Linked DNA regions of Sus scrofa: all the other regions are linked to region 3. A link is a contact called in public Hi-C and promoter capture Hi-C data. All regions are on one chromosome and are shown on one strand. Each heading gives the region's core, a stretch centred on a gene start, on an enhancer-like site or on the middle of the called end of the contact. The rest is flanking DNA. Distances are from core to core; before and after follow the strand shown. Region 1 holds the start of TRIP11 (thyroid receptor-interacting protein 11). Region 2 holds the start of NDUFB1 (NADH dehydrogenase [ubiquinone] 1 beta subcomplex subunit 1). Region 3 holds the start of PPP4R3A (serine/threonine-protein phosphatase 4 regulatory subunit 3A).

What was found. Promoter capture Hi-C pulls out the DNA fragments that hold promoters and counts their contacts. Hi-C and Micro-C count contacts between places; a contact is called where the count stands out from the background.
Region 1: a contact with region 3 is called in a promoter capture Hi-C map of liver, with 4 times the contacts expected there. The contact joins the promoter of TRIP11 here to the promoter of PPP4R3A in region 3. A contact is called at or near these places in 2 of 5 promoter capture datasets (fetal liver and liver), 2 of 47 Hi-C or Micro-C datasets (heart right ventricle and liver) and 1 of 2 datasets of contacts at active chromatin or transcription factors (alveolar macrophages).
Region 2: a Hi-C map of liver shows a contact between it and region 3, with 2.9 times the contacts expected there. The contact joins the promoter of NDUFB1 here to the promoter of PPP4R3A in region 3. A contact is called at or near these places in 1 of 5 promoter capture datasets (liver), 3 of 47 Hi-C or Micro-C datasets (embryonic fibroblasts, heart right ventricle and liver) and 2 of 2 datasets of contacts at active chromatin or transcription factors (alveolar macrophages and skeletal muscle).

Annotation. Positions count from the first base shown.
Region 1 is chr7:113,598,868-113,602,962 of Sscrofa11.1, reverse strand. TRIP11 (thyroid receptor-interacting protein 11) reads left to right here and starts at 2,552. Exons shown (of 21, transcript XM_021099621.1): 1 at 2,552-3,416. The coding sequence starts at 3,278.
Region 2 is chr7:113,658,019-113,662,307 of Sscrofa11.1, reverse strand. It overlaps NDUFB1 (NADH dehydrogenase [ubiquinone] 1 beta subcomplex subunit 1), which reads left to right and starts at 2,371. Exons shown (of 4, transcript XM_003482306.4): 1 at 2,371-2,418; 2 at 2,549-2,726. The coding sequence starts at 2,371. It overlaps CPSF2 (cleavage and polyadenylation specificity factor subunit 2), which reads right to left and starts at 2,405. Exons shown (of 16, transcript XM_021099625.1): 1 at 2,244-2,405.
Region 3 is chr7:113,146,470-113,151,135 of Sscrofa11.1, reverse strand. It overlaps PPP4R3A (serine/threonine-protein phosphatase 4 regulatory subunit 3A), which reads left to right and starts at 2,148. Exons shown (of 15, transcript XM_005666399.3): 1 at 2,148-3,183. The coding sequence starts at 3,042.

The DNA of each region.
Region 1 (4,095 bases), core at 1,303-3,802, 450 kb before region 3:
AGAATCCAACTTCAGTGGGTCTGGTCACTGCGGAGGCACAAGTTTCATCCCCAGCCTGGAGCCCTAGGTTAAAAGATCCAGCATTGCTGTAGCTGCTCAGATTCCATCCCTGGCTGGAACTTCCATATGCCACGGGTGCGGCCATTAAAAAACAAAAAACAAAAACAGCTGATTCCCTGGAGAGGAGACGTTTATCAATAAAAAAATATTTTAAATAACTTTCACAAAGTTTTTAAAAGATACGGTTTTTGAAAGTTTGCTGAGTGCCCAGCATCATGAATGAAACAACAACAAACCCACCCCAAGGCACATCATTATTAATTTCAGAGTATCACTGAATTTCAGATAAAGCGAAGAGTCTACAAGATTCCAGAAAGAAAAACAAGAGTCAAAGAATAGGTCAGAGGAGAGAGGAGCAAGGCAACACCAGACTCTGGATAGAAAGGACTAAATCTGAACAAATAATGGAATTTTTTTTTTTTTTTTTTGTCTTTTGTCTTTTTTAGAGCCGTGCCTGCAGCATATGGAGGTTCCCAGGCTAGGGGTCGAATCGGAGCTGTAGCTGCGGGCCTACGCCAGAGCCACAGCAACTCGGGATCCAAGCTGTGTCTGTGATCCACACCACAGCTCACGTCAACGCCGGATCCTTAACCCACTGATAGAGGTCAGGGATCGAACCCGCAACCTCATGATTCCTAGTCGGATTTGTTTCTGCTGCACCATGACAGGAACTCCAGAATTCTTGATGCCTTCTTCAAATCAGAATTAGGAGCATGTTTTACAATTCTGTTGGCAAGTTTTAGAAGGATTAGTGATTTTGTAATTACAGAAATTTGTGCAGATCTAAAAGATGGCATTTGTTAACTTCAGGAAGAACAGAAAGCCACCATGTGGCTCAGCAATGAAAAACACTTCCATGGTCATATCCGGTAAAATTAATTAATGATTTTACCAATAATTATGATAGCACTAGCCTAAGTGGGAGCTCAGAAGGAAGGGAAGTGGAGGGATGTGTTGTACAAGAGGATAAATCTTTAATTTTCTGTAACAGAGAAAATGACAATTATAAGCATAATATTTAGAAATTGAGAGGGAAAGATCAGACTACTATTTTAAGTTCTACTTTTAAAAATGGGGTTTGGGGAGTTCCCATTGTGGCGCAGCAGCAACGAATCGGACTAGGAACCATGAGTTTGTGGGTTCGATCCCTAGCTTCACTCAGTGGGTTAAGGATCTGGCGTAGCCGTGAGCTGTGGTGTAGGTCTCAGATGAGGCTCAGATCCTTTGTAGCTGTGGCTGTAGTGTAGGACCCCTAGCTTGGGAACCTCCATATGCTGCCACCGATGTGGTCCTAAAAACAAAAAACAAACAAAACATAAAACTGGGGTTTTGCTTTACGTTTGCATAGATAAACACACCTGGATGGTTTCTTTAGAAAACGGAACTGTTTTCCCTAGAGAATATTGATGCTGCTGCCTCTTGAGGAATTGAAACTAGTTTGCAGTTGATACCATTTTTTGGTTAGTTTTTGTTTGTTTGTTTGTTTGTTTATTTTTTTAACCTTCTGTCTGTTGAGGTTACAAAAATCAGAATTTCAGCTGGGCAGCAAGACCCACCATGTGGAGTCATTCAGACTTATGGGCTCTGTGGGATATGTTACATGTTTGATATTGCTGGGCTGGTTTTGCCACTCATTAAGTGATGATGAAATTCGTATTAGCTGCAGCTGATTCAGATTTCAGGGAGGGCAACTATTGCTTGGTGCAGTCACATTTCAAATACATTTCCCTATGATCCATTCGCAAATGATGAAATCTGTACCAGGCCTCTGCTGTGCATAAAATCAAAGCCAAAGATGCCAGTATATTTAGTGCTATGCTTAAAAGACCTGCAGACCTATTCTATTCTTTTCAAAGTCTAATATGTGGCAGTCTCTCTGGCCAGGTAGTGTGCGTCCACGTACCACTGCGGCAAATGCCTGTGAGTCACATGATCTTTTTTTCCTTTAGGGAAAAAGCAAGCAGGGTCAGTAGGCTGCTGTGTGCACCAACCTGTGTAACTGAGGAATGTGGGGGGGGGGATGGAGCCTTGCAGGGCTAGTGCCACCAACACTTTAGGAGAGTTTACATGAGAACAGCGTTCTTTCAATATTAAATGGCCTTGCTGTCCCCTACGGAATTATTTTGGAAAAGGGTAGTCTGTGTTTTTAACTTAATAGGTTAAATAGGTCTAATGAATAAAGCTCTTCATATATTAAAGAAGGCAGAGCTTCAACTGTGAGCTGGAAAGCCAGCAGCGAAATTCTCCACTCTGAAGGTGACCAATATCAATGTGTTTCCTGTCTGGACACTTGAATTTTCGATCCCATCCTTTCTGTGTATCCTGAATTCCTACCATCGTGCCGGGCACGGGGCGGCCCTTGACAGGGTCTCTCACAATCGGTACAATCACGTGGGCAAGTTAAGTAAAACCCACTTCCTTTCCGGGGTGGGGGGGTCCCCGCCAAGTCCCCTCGCACCTCTGCCTGCGCGGGTGCAGTCAGAATTAAAACGCTCAGGTTTCACTAACACGGTGAGTCCACGGGTTGCCCGGCTACGCTGGCCTCGCGGAACAGCCACCGAGGGGGTGGCTCTGCCTGAAACGCAGCTGCGGCCGGCCGAGAGCGCCGCGTCGCCGCGGATTCGGGTCACCAGTCCACGCGGCCAAAAAGCGGGCGGACAACGTGGAAGCTGACCTTGCCCTGGGCCGGCGGGAGCCGCTCCGGCGGCCACCCTCGGTCCTCCTCAATCCCATGCTCCCTTGCGCCAAGGACACGTCCGTCGGCTTCGCTGGGCCTTTCTACGCCACCGTGGCGCCTCTCTATGATCCGTGGCCGCGTCCGTAGTCGGTGTTATGGCGGCCGGCGTCGAGTTGGCAGGAGTTGCCCACCGAACTGGGGAAAGTCACTAAAGCAGAGGAAGAAGTGGCCTAACCCTGACGGTGGGAAGTCGTGGGAATGAGCGGAGGCCCCGCGGGAGTGGCCGTGTCACTGGAGGCGGGCCCCTGATAAAGTCTCGGGCCAGGCCTTTGCGTTTCTGGTCCGAGCCGGGCGGTTGGTGGGAGCCCCCGAAGCCGGCGTTGCCTAGGAACCCCTCATTGTGTTATCGAATCCTGAGTGTTGGGATTCGCACCAGTCCCGCGGAGGCAGTGTGGTTCGAGGACATTTGACGGGATCGTCCGACGAGGCTGGACGCTTTTTTCCGGAGCGGACCAGGTCGTTCTCTAATAACCCGCAGCGATGTCGTCCTGGCTTGGGGGCCTCGGCTCCGGCCTGGGCCAGTCCCTGGGTCAAGTCGGGGGCAGCCTGGCTTCCCTCACTGGCCAAATTTCAAACTTTACGAAGGATATGCTGATGGAGGGCACGGAGGAAGTGGAAGGTAACAGCTGGGGCGATGGGAGGAGGGGTTTACTAGGACCCTGGGAGCGTCCGTTTGGTCCCCAAGTCCATCCATCATGAGGCGCGGACAGGTCCAGAGGAGTATCATTCCGCCCTTTTTCTTTACATTCTTCCTTTTGCCTCTTTAAGCGATTTTCTCTGATGACCGCTGGGGCCGGAGGTGAAAGAGTTCTGGTTTTTCTCCTCTGGATAGCTCAGGACGGAGTGAAACTGCTCCTTCGTAGAGACAAGTTTATTTTTGTTTGGTTCATCCACGCCCACCGCCTACTTTGCCCTTAACTTGGGGGCGGAACTGATTTTGATCCCTTTCCTTTATACTGACACAGTTTAAAAAAATTAGTTGTGTAGGACACATAGTCTCTTTTGAGGGGTTTTCTTGGATTTTTGTAGCAATTCAAGTAACTAAAACATTTAGTAACTTTTTTCTCACTTAAGTATGTTGTTAAACATGGTTATGTTTTTTTCCTGTTTTATGTTTTTGCTTATTCTGGTGACACATTAAAGCGTTTCAGCTGAACATGTACATTTGTGCCTAATTGCCCCCCCCCCCAATCTACAGTAAAACAAGGAAGGTAGCCTTCTTCTTTGGGTACCCTTACCAACCTTCACTCATTTTTAAAGTCCTCATTTTGCTTTACTAATGGCTAGTGACCCAGAGT
Region 2 (4,289 bases), core at 1,122-3,621, 510 kb before region 3:
GGGTTTCTGTTTCTTGGCCTCCAGCCTTTCCTCCCTTCATCTCAACCTAAACCCTACTGCCAGATTAATCTTCTGAAACACCCCCACATGTATGAGTCCTTGCTTAGAAATCTCTGAAGGCTTCCTACAGTCTGAAACAACCAAACCTGGAGGGTGCCAGCAAGCTGCCCTGACAGCACTGCTGACCATCACCAGTTTAAGGCCCAGCCTAAATTCCACTCCTCACTAATTCCTCTATCATTCATCTAGACTAGTACGGCTCTGTCCAATAAAAACAGCATGCATATCAAATGTAATTAAAATTTTTTTTCTGGGCCACATTAAAGTTTTACAGGTGAAATTAATTTTATTTAACCCAACATATCCAAAATGTTATCATTCCAACATGTAATCATTTTTAAGAAACTGGTTTTTTTTTTTTCAGTCCTAAATCTTCAAAATCCAGTGTGTATTTTATATTTACAGCACAACTCAATTTGAACTGACCACAATTTCAAAAGCTCAGCAGCTACATGAGGCTGGTGGCTACTGGAATAGCACAGATAGCAACTCTGAACATGCTTTGGACTGTGGAGCGTTGTGCTCTGTCACCCCTAAAGTGCAAGGAGGCACCGTCCTATTTTTATGCACATCTCAGACTAGACTTTAATGGTATCACCAACCACTTAGTCTCCCAGACGAAAAATTCTGAAGTCACCTTCTTACCACAAATTGGCTGCCACCAGTTGAATTCCTTTTTGACATTTCAGAAATGTCTAACATCCTTTACTATCTTTCCCCAATGAAGGCACTCATTTCCTTACCTGAATGACTGCAATTTCCTCTCATTCAGTTCCAAGTTGATCTTCCATACAGCTATCAGAGAGACCATCCTACAAAAAATAGCCTCATGCCCCCTTCCTTGTGCAAGGCAGTCATTGGCTAAGTACCAAAGAAAATCTCACACCTTCCTTGGAAAGCAAGGTCCTTTACAAGTTTACCTCAATCTTCCTCTTGCTTCACCAACCACCCTTGCACAGCATGCTCAAATACATTCATTCTCCCGCTCTCCCCAAGCTTGCCAAAACTTCTCCAGTCTCTGCATCCCCGCACTGCAACCAAGAATGACCTTCCCGTGAGCTTAGTAAATTCCTTTTGGCCCTTCACGACCCAGCTCAAATTTACTCTTTTATAAAGCTATTCTGGTGTCTCCAAGCAATGGTATTTACATTTAGCTGGCACAAGTGGGCACAAAGAATAATGGTGAATGGATGTTGAATGGCATGAGAGAAGCGTTCAGGTGAATCTTTTAATCTCCAATACGGAGCACAGCGTTCAAAGCAACGTACATGTGTACTGAAAGGAATGAACCCTCACGACATCATAAATTGCTGCTGGGCAGCGGTTTTTGACCAACACCATTTCATCTTAACTATCTATCAAAGTTACTTGCTTTCTTAATAACGATTGTGGGTGCATGTTAATGACAACTAAGGGGAATCAGCAAAGTCTAAGGAAAATGAGAGTCTGGGTTAACCTCGAAGACTCGTAAGAAGTCTCCTCCTGGTCAGTTCCGGGAGAGCACTGGTTTCCTAACAGGATCAAAGGGGTTCTAACATAAAAAACATTAAAATATTATTAGGGCATGGGCAATTGCTCACTCAAGTTCGCCTGGTCACAGGAAGCCAGACTTGCCAGGGTTAAAATTATTCTGACCTCTTGTTTACTGAAGAGTACGTAAATAATGATAATACGGGAAGTGCTCAAAGGCTATGGGGGGTAGGGGGGAACCGAAACTTTTTTTAATAAAGCATGGTAAGGTCTTTGAGTCGATTAACTAAAGAGGACGCCTGCTTTGTGGCCAGTAGCCTCGTGGTCTCTCAATCCGAGGCGACAGGAAGACCCCAAGCGAGGAGGCTGAGAACAAGGCAGCCACAAAGCTAAGGAGCCAAAGCGGACGTCGGATTAACTCCTCCGGCGCCGAGACTCAAAGGGGAGGGAAACAGCAAAAAAGAGGGAAGGAGAGCATGGGACTGAATCGTAGGAACTGCCACAACAGAATCGGGAGCTTCAGACCCATGAAGAAATCACTGTTTCCCTCACTGAGCACTTCGGCCGGGAATGACCAGGAGAGTCACAACCGAAACCCCAGGCGCGCGTCCCTGGTGGAGACCGAGTCAGAGTCGGAGCCAGGCTCTCCCCGAGGGCCGAGGACGCCCCCTCCCCCATCCAAAGGCGCACTGATTTCTTCCGCCCCCACTTGCCTCGTCAGTCCTCCCCCAACGCCGTCCACTGCCCTTCCCAACCCCTAGTAGAATCCAGGTTCAAGAACGAGAAAAGCTGATGTTGGCTCAGCAGCACCCGTGACGATCTGCCAGCAGAAAACCCTCAATGGCGGCCGCCATTTTGAAACTGGAGGAGACCCGCGGAGGCGGGGAGGCGAGGGGTGATACCATCTTCGGGGGCGAGGGGTGACAAAGCTGGAGGAAGGAGGTGGTGCTAACACCAACTCTTCACCTGGGAACAAAATTTTATTTTTAAAGGCTGTATAATGTGTTAAATCTTAAAGAAATGTGATAAGAATCAAGGAGTGAAAGGAAGAAGATTTATGATTTCCCGGAGCCACCCCTCTCTTCGAGCGGGCCCGGCGAATGGTAGATCCCGAGGCCACAGCTTCCGCCGGCGCTGGTGGCTGGGTTCACCGCTGCCCTTGGTCGTGGGGGTCGTTGTTGGCTCTGAGGCCGCAGGTGGGTCTGGGGTCGAGGCGTTGGAGGCGGCTAGAGTTGCTTTTGTGCAGGCGGAGTGGGGTGAAGTTCTAGGAAAGCCTTCTGCAGCCTGTGTACGGGGAGGTGCGGGGGATCTGGGACTTTGCAGGACTGGAGCGGCGCGGCTTCCCAGGCTTCCCAACGAAGGAGAGGGGGACAGGGGAGGGGGGGCGGAGAGGGCGTTGCTTTCTGGAGGACCGCTGCGCTCAGCTTTCCCGTCTGATGCCTTTTGAAAAGGGTACTCTGAGGCTAGCATAACTGGAAAATGTCTTTTGATGTTGCCCGAGCGGAGGAGACACTATCTGGGATCACAGCTCCTAGGCTGCAGGAGAGAAGGGGCTGCTTCTCCAGAAAGATCTCCGATTCGTCCAAGTTTCAGAGTTCTGTCTTGCTTGTTACTCAGCATCGCAACCTTGCTCTGTTCTACATCTCAAATCCTCTTGAGCCCACCATTCCACAAAATATGCACTTTGTAAAAACTTAATTTTTAAAAAAAGGATTTATTTGTGCTTTATTTCTAGCGTGTGTATGTTGTTAAGACAGGGTTCCAGACCTCAAGGAGTTTTCTGGCTCCCGACTTTTTTTTACGTTAAGTCGACACATTTTGATCAATACATATAAGTGCAATAGAGACTAATTAGAGAATAGAATTTATTTTTTTAATGTCTAATCAACTATTATTACAACGTGAGTTTGGAAGGACTTAGAAAAATACACACCATATACAGTCTTCTTTTGAGAAGTTAAGAGAGAGAAATGGATTGAAGAAAATGTAAATAATACAAGCATACCTCATTTTATTATGCTTCACTGATATTTTTTAACAAATTGAAGTTGTGGCAACCCTTGTCAGATGATGGTTAGCATTTTTTAACAATAAATTATATTTTTAATTAAAGTATGTACAGTGTGTTTTTAGACATAATGCTATTGCATATTTTAAATAAACTGTAGTATAGTGTAAACAAGTTTTATAGGCACTGGGGAATCAAAAAATTCTTTTGACTCACTTATCTCGGTATTTGCTTTATTGCAGTGATCTGGAACCAACCCCATAATATCTCTGAGTTATGCCCTTATTAGGAAAAATGAGATAAAGTCAACAGTAAGGCTAAAATAAGTGTTGACCTTTCTGTCTACTGTAAGAGACAGTAAAGCACAAATAAAGAGCTTGAATCAAGGAGCCAGACTGCCTGGGTATTAATCCCTGTTCTGCTACTTAACAACATCTGTGATCGTAGACAAGTTGATTGTCCCTGGATTTTCTCATCTGAAAAAAATATTCCTACTGCTTTGGGGCCATTGTATCAGTATGTGAGGGTTACCTGAATTGATGATTGTGCAAAGCAGTAAGAACCATGCCTGACAGAAAGTAATGTAAGAGTCAGCTCTTTCTCAAGATGGGGTGGTGGGATGGAGTTTCTGCTTGGCACAGAAGTTGAGAATCTAACTGCCGGAGTTCTCGTTCCATGAGGATTGGGTTTGATCCCTGGCCTCGGTCAGTGGGTTAAGGATTCACTGTTGCCATGAGCTGTGGTGTAGGTT
Region 3 (4,666 bases), core at 899-3,398:
AGAAGGAAAGTTCCAGCTTCTGACTTTAAGACTGATAATCCCACATCCTGGGAAACCTCTTAGCCCTGGTCATTCAGTCAGGGCCTCTTTCTGAGTAGATGGGTATAACTCAAAATGCTGTAGGGTGCAGGTTTAGTGAGATTCCTGACATTAAACATCTGATCCTGCTAAAATGGTAGCCACTAGCCCTACGTGGGTCCTAAACTCTGGAAGTTTGGCTAGTGGGACTGAGTTTTAAAATTTAATTAAATTTTAAATTTAAAAATTGATCTTGATTTATTTAGGGAAAAAAATTAAGCATATTTGGAATAACTTTAGTTTGTGAATCTACTTTTTCAAGTGGAAAATTACACTAAAGGTAGAATACACATCGCATTTTGAACTTAGTATGAAAAAAGTAATTCAAAATACCTCAATTTTATACTGAAGATACTGCATTGGCGTTCCTGTCATGGCTCAGTGGTTAACGAATCCGACTAGCATCCATGAGGACTCCGGTTTGATCCCTGGCCTTGCTTAGTGGGTTGAGGATCCAGCGTTGCCATGAGCGGTGGTGTAGGTAGCAGACACAGCTAGGATCTTGTGTTGCTGTGGCTCTAGCATAGACTGGCGGCTACTGCTCAGATTGGACCCCTAGCCTGGGAACCTCCATATGCCACGGGTATGGTCCTAAAGAGACAAAAAGACAAAAAAAAAAAAAGATATTGTATTAAACTGTCAACTGAAGGAGTTCCCTGGTGGCCTAATGGTTAAGGATCCTGAGTTGTCAAGGCTGTGGTGTGGGTTTGATCCCTGGCCCAGAAACTTTGGGCGTGTCAAAACAACAACAAAATTGTCAACTTTGCACAAGGTGAAAGTTGTGAGTTAAGTTCTATTCTGGGAACTTACTGAGGGCTATAGCCCAGGAGACAGCCTCTCAGCTCTGAGGACCTGCTCCTAAGAAGTAAGGGAGGAGCCAGGAATAGATATCAACTTTGCTAGGGAAAATATTTGTAGTCAAGCCTAAAAAGAGTTACATCTCAAGTTAACGATTTTAGTGTTTTTTCTGTGTATGGGGAGATGTTAGAGTGTCGGGGAGTCATTGAAAATTTTCCTTCGGTATGTAGCTTCATTACCTTGGGGCCAGTGAATCCAAAGTACAGAATGCTTCCTGTTTTTCTCCATCCTGAATTGCCTGCAGGGTGCATTGCCTGTGAGGACTGCAGTGGCTAATGGCTGGATTCTTATAGAACCAGAATGGCAGACAACATTTTTTTTTTCCAAAGACAATCAAATATGTTATTAAAATAAATTTCAGCAGTTTCTTCTTACTTTTAAAAAGAAGTGCTACTATGAAATGCAAAATTACACAGGCGGCTCATATTTCCAATGGCCAGCAATGACCTAACCCGTCGGGCAAATAGTAAAAGCCCCCCAAATGGTGGCTACTGTTGCATGATAGGAATGAGAATGTCATTTCTTTGTGAAGACTAACAGTGCTTAACACTGAACGTTGAGAAACATTCACCCTGAGTGTACAGTACTACATTTGTTTTCGTACACCGCCCCTCGCCCCCGCAAGTTCTTACTGCAACATGGAAAGCTAGAAAATAACAATTCTGATAAAGGATAAAAGAACGGACGTAGCAAGCTGGATTGTAAGGAGAGGTTTTAGATTTGTCACTTCGGGTTGGTCCCACGCCCAGAAAATGAAAACTGTCCGAAGTTTCTACACTCGCACCCCAATGCGTGCCCCATGACAGCTCCCAAGGCCTGCCGCCGACCTTGCTGCCCGAACTTGTGGCCTTTCCCGGAAGCTTGTCAACCTCTTCCCAAAGAAGAATGGCCTGAGTCCGGCGGGGCTCCTGCGCCACCGATCTCCGCGCTCCGGATGCCCAGTCCAGCTCTAACGGCGGCTGGTTCAGAACACTTGCGGAGGCCGGCGCGCCGTGGCAGAGCCCCAGGACGAAGCCGCCCGGCGACTGCAGCGCAGGGGTAGACGCGGCTGGACGGCGAGCCAGCCGGGAAGCTGCGGGCGGACCCAGCCCCCGAGACGCCAAGCTCCGGTCGGGTAGGGAGCCGCCCTACGCTCCACAGCCGGAGGCGGGCTCCACGCCCCTTTCGAATCCGGAGCCGGGCTGATGACGAACACAGGGCGCGACGGACGCACACACCGCCCCGCGCTCGCACGACGGTGCGTGCAGGGAGCGCGAGGAAGTCCCGGGCCGTCACCGGCGCGACCAGCGTTCCGCCTCCTCCGCTCCCTGCGCTCTCGCCACCTCGGCAGCTCGGCGCCAGCCTCCCGCCTCCGTCCGAGGCCTCCGCTGCTGCGAGGCTCCCGGCTTCGCTCCTGTCTCTTTAAATGGTGGGGCCAACGGGCCGCCCCTGCAGCTGCTGCCTGGGTGGCCCCGCGCGCCGCTATTGAGGAACGAACCAAGATGGCGGCGGCTTTGGCTCTGTGAGGAAGACGGAAGAGGCGGCGGCAGCGGCGGAGGGACAGGGACCCCCAGGAGCCAGGAGCGCTCCTGCTCCTGGGCGCTCTCGGAGTCTTCCGCGCACTGGTAGCAGTTGCAGCAGGAGCAGGCGCTCGTCGGCTTCGGACATTTGAAACTGGAGCGGAGCGCAGCCCCAGCTGCGGTGGCAGGACCAGGTATCAGGAAGGAAAACATGGCGGCGGCGGCCTGAGGAGGCGGCGGCGGCGCGGGAAGCGGCTTCGCGGAGATCATGGCGGAGGCGGGAGCAGGGCAGTGACCGGCGCCCCGAGTTCCTACCGCGGCGGCACAGGAGGCTGCGAAGCGCTGCGCGCCCCCCTCGGGGTGGCTGGGCTCGCCGGGCCCGGACAATAGCGCCGAGGAGCGGGAGGCGAGGCAAGGCGGGGGCCCAGAGCTCGGGCCCCGCGGCGGGCCATGCGGGCGGCAGCGCGGCCCCGGGGCGGCCAGAGGCGGCAGTGAGGCCGAGGAGCCCTCGGCTTGCGGGCGTCCTCCTCACTCGGCTCCCGCCTCCCCGGACCCCCTTTCCGGGCGACTCCGGCGGGGCCTTTGCTCCGGCCCCCGCGCGGCACGATGACCGACACTCGGCGGCGGGTGAAGGTTTACACGCTCAACGAGGACCGGCAGTGGGACGACCGGGGCACCGGGCATGTGTCGTCGGGCTACGTGGAGCGGCTGAAAGGCATGTCCCTGCTTGTCAGGGCCGAGAGCGACGGTGAGTGAACCCCTCGGCGGCGGGACCCTCCCCTCGTCGCGGCCCTGGGCCACCTCCCGGCTTCCACGGGGCCCGTGGCCCTCTCTCCGAGGGGGTGGCTGGGGCGGCCGCCGCCTCGGGGGAGGGCCCCCGGCACCCCTGTCCCCCCGGAACTGCTCCGAGAGCCCTCGAAGTGTTTTCTTTCTCTGGGCGCCGGGTCGTGAGCAGAGCCAGGCACCCTTGAGCTCTGCCGCCTGGGAGTGTGGAGAGGTCGGGGACCTGGGGGCGGGAGTCCGGACCGTGCTGTTCTCTTACACCAGAGTGACCTTGAGAAAGGCACTGATTAATCCGATCTCCTGCCTTAGTTCTCTTATCTGTAAAGCAGGCATGAAACTTGCCCAGAGCTAAGAAAGTTTTAGCTGTTTACTCTTTGGAGCATAAATATTTTGCTGTTTGTCTTTTTTTAAAAAAAAATATATTTCTGCTGCATTTTTCTGATCCTCTTGCAAGTTGGCATCCCTAGTTTATGAATCAGGCAGGTAACTCTGCACTCGGCAAAGAAAATATTTCTTCTTTTCCATGACAAGCTAGATTTGTGTTCCCCCAGGGTTAGTTGCCTTTTTCATAAGAAATGCAGAATTTGGTGTGTGGTTTCACGGTAAATCCTGCAAGTTTTGAAACATTTTATACGAGCTTTTTGATTGCTTAAAATGTATATTTATAATTTGGTTCAGTTAACAGGTGGGGAGAAGTTGGTAGAAACCTTTAAAACCTTTGGAACTGGCCCTAGTGCCTATGCTTCGCATATTTTGAAACAGCTCTTAAGGTTCAAAGACCAAATTGTTTGAAGATAAGTGTTTCACATGTTTAAAGGCACACTCTGTTTAAGGGATTGCCACTTCCCTGGTGGCATATGGTCCGTTTCCCTTAGAGAAAATATTCACATCAGGTAAAACTTTTCAAAATTTTTTCTTCTGAATTTGAAAACCTGTCTTATGACAATAGCCTATAAATTTATGGGAGCTAATTATTTCAGGTTTAGATCGTAGTTGTTCTGTATGGGAATTATTACAAACTCATTTCAAGCAACTTTAGTTGGACTCGCTGCTAGCAGTACTCCAATTCTCTGGAACACGAGTAAGACTCACCATTCTGTAATTGAAGACTAGAGACATTGCTTTTCAATCTGAATGAAAAAAATCGTAATTTGCAGTATATAGCGCATAGGTTACTTTGTAAGGCTAACCAAAGTAACATAAAACTGGAGAAAAGTTATTTGCCTCTTAAAATACAAGTTTGAATATGAAGTGTTACTGTGCTTTTGTATATGACTATCACATAGTAAATGACTAACTTCTCTGTTTTTGCATGTTTGGGGAACTTTATATAGTGAGTTGGAAGGTACAGGGTTTGTAGGATTCAGTTAACTTTTTTTTTTGCTGCACCTGTGACAACGCCGGATCCTTAACGTACTGTGCCGCAGGAGAACTCCTAGTTAACTTCT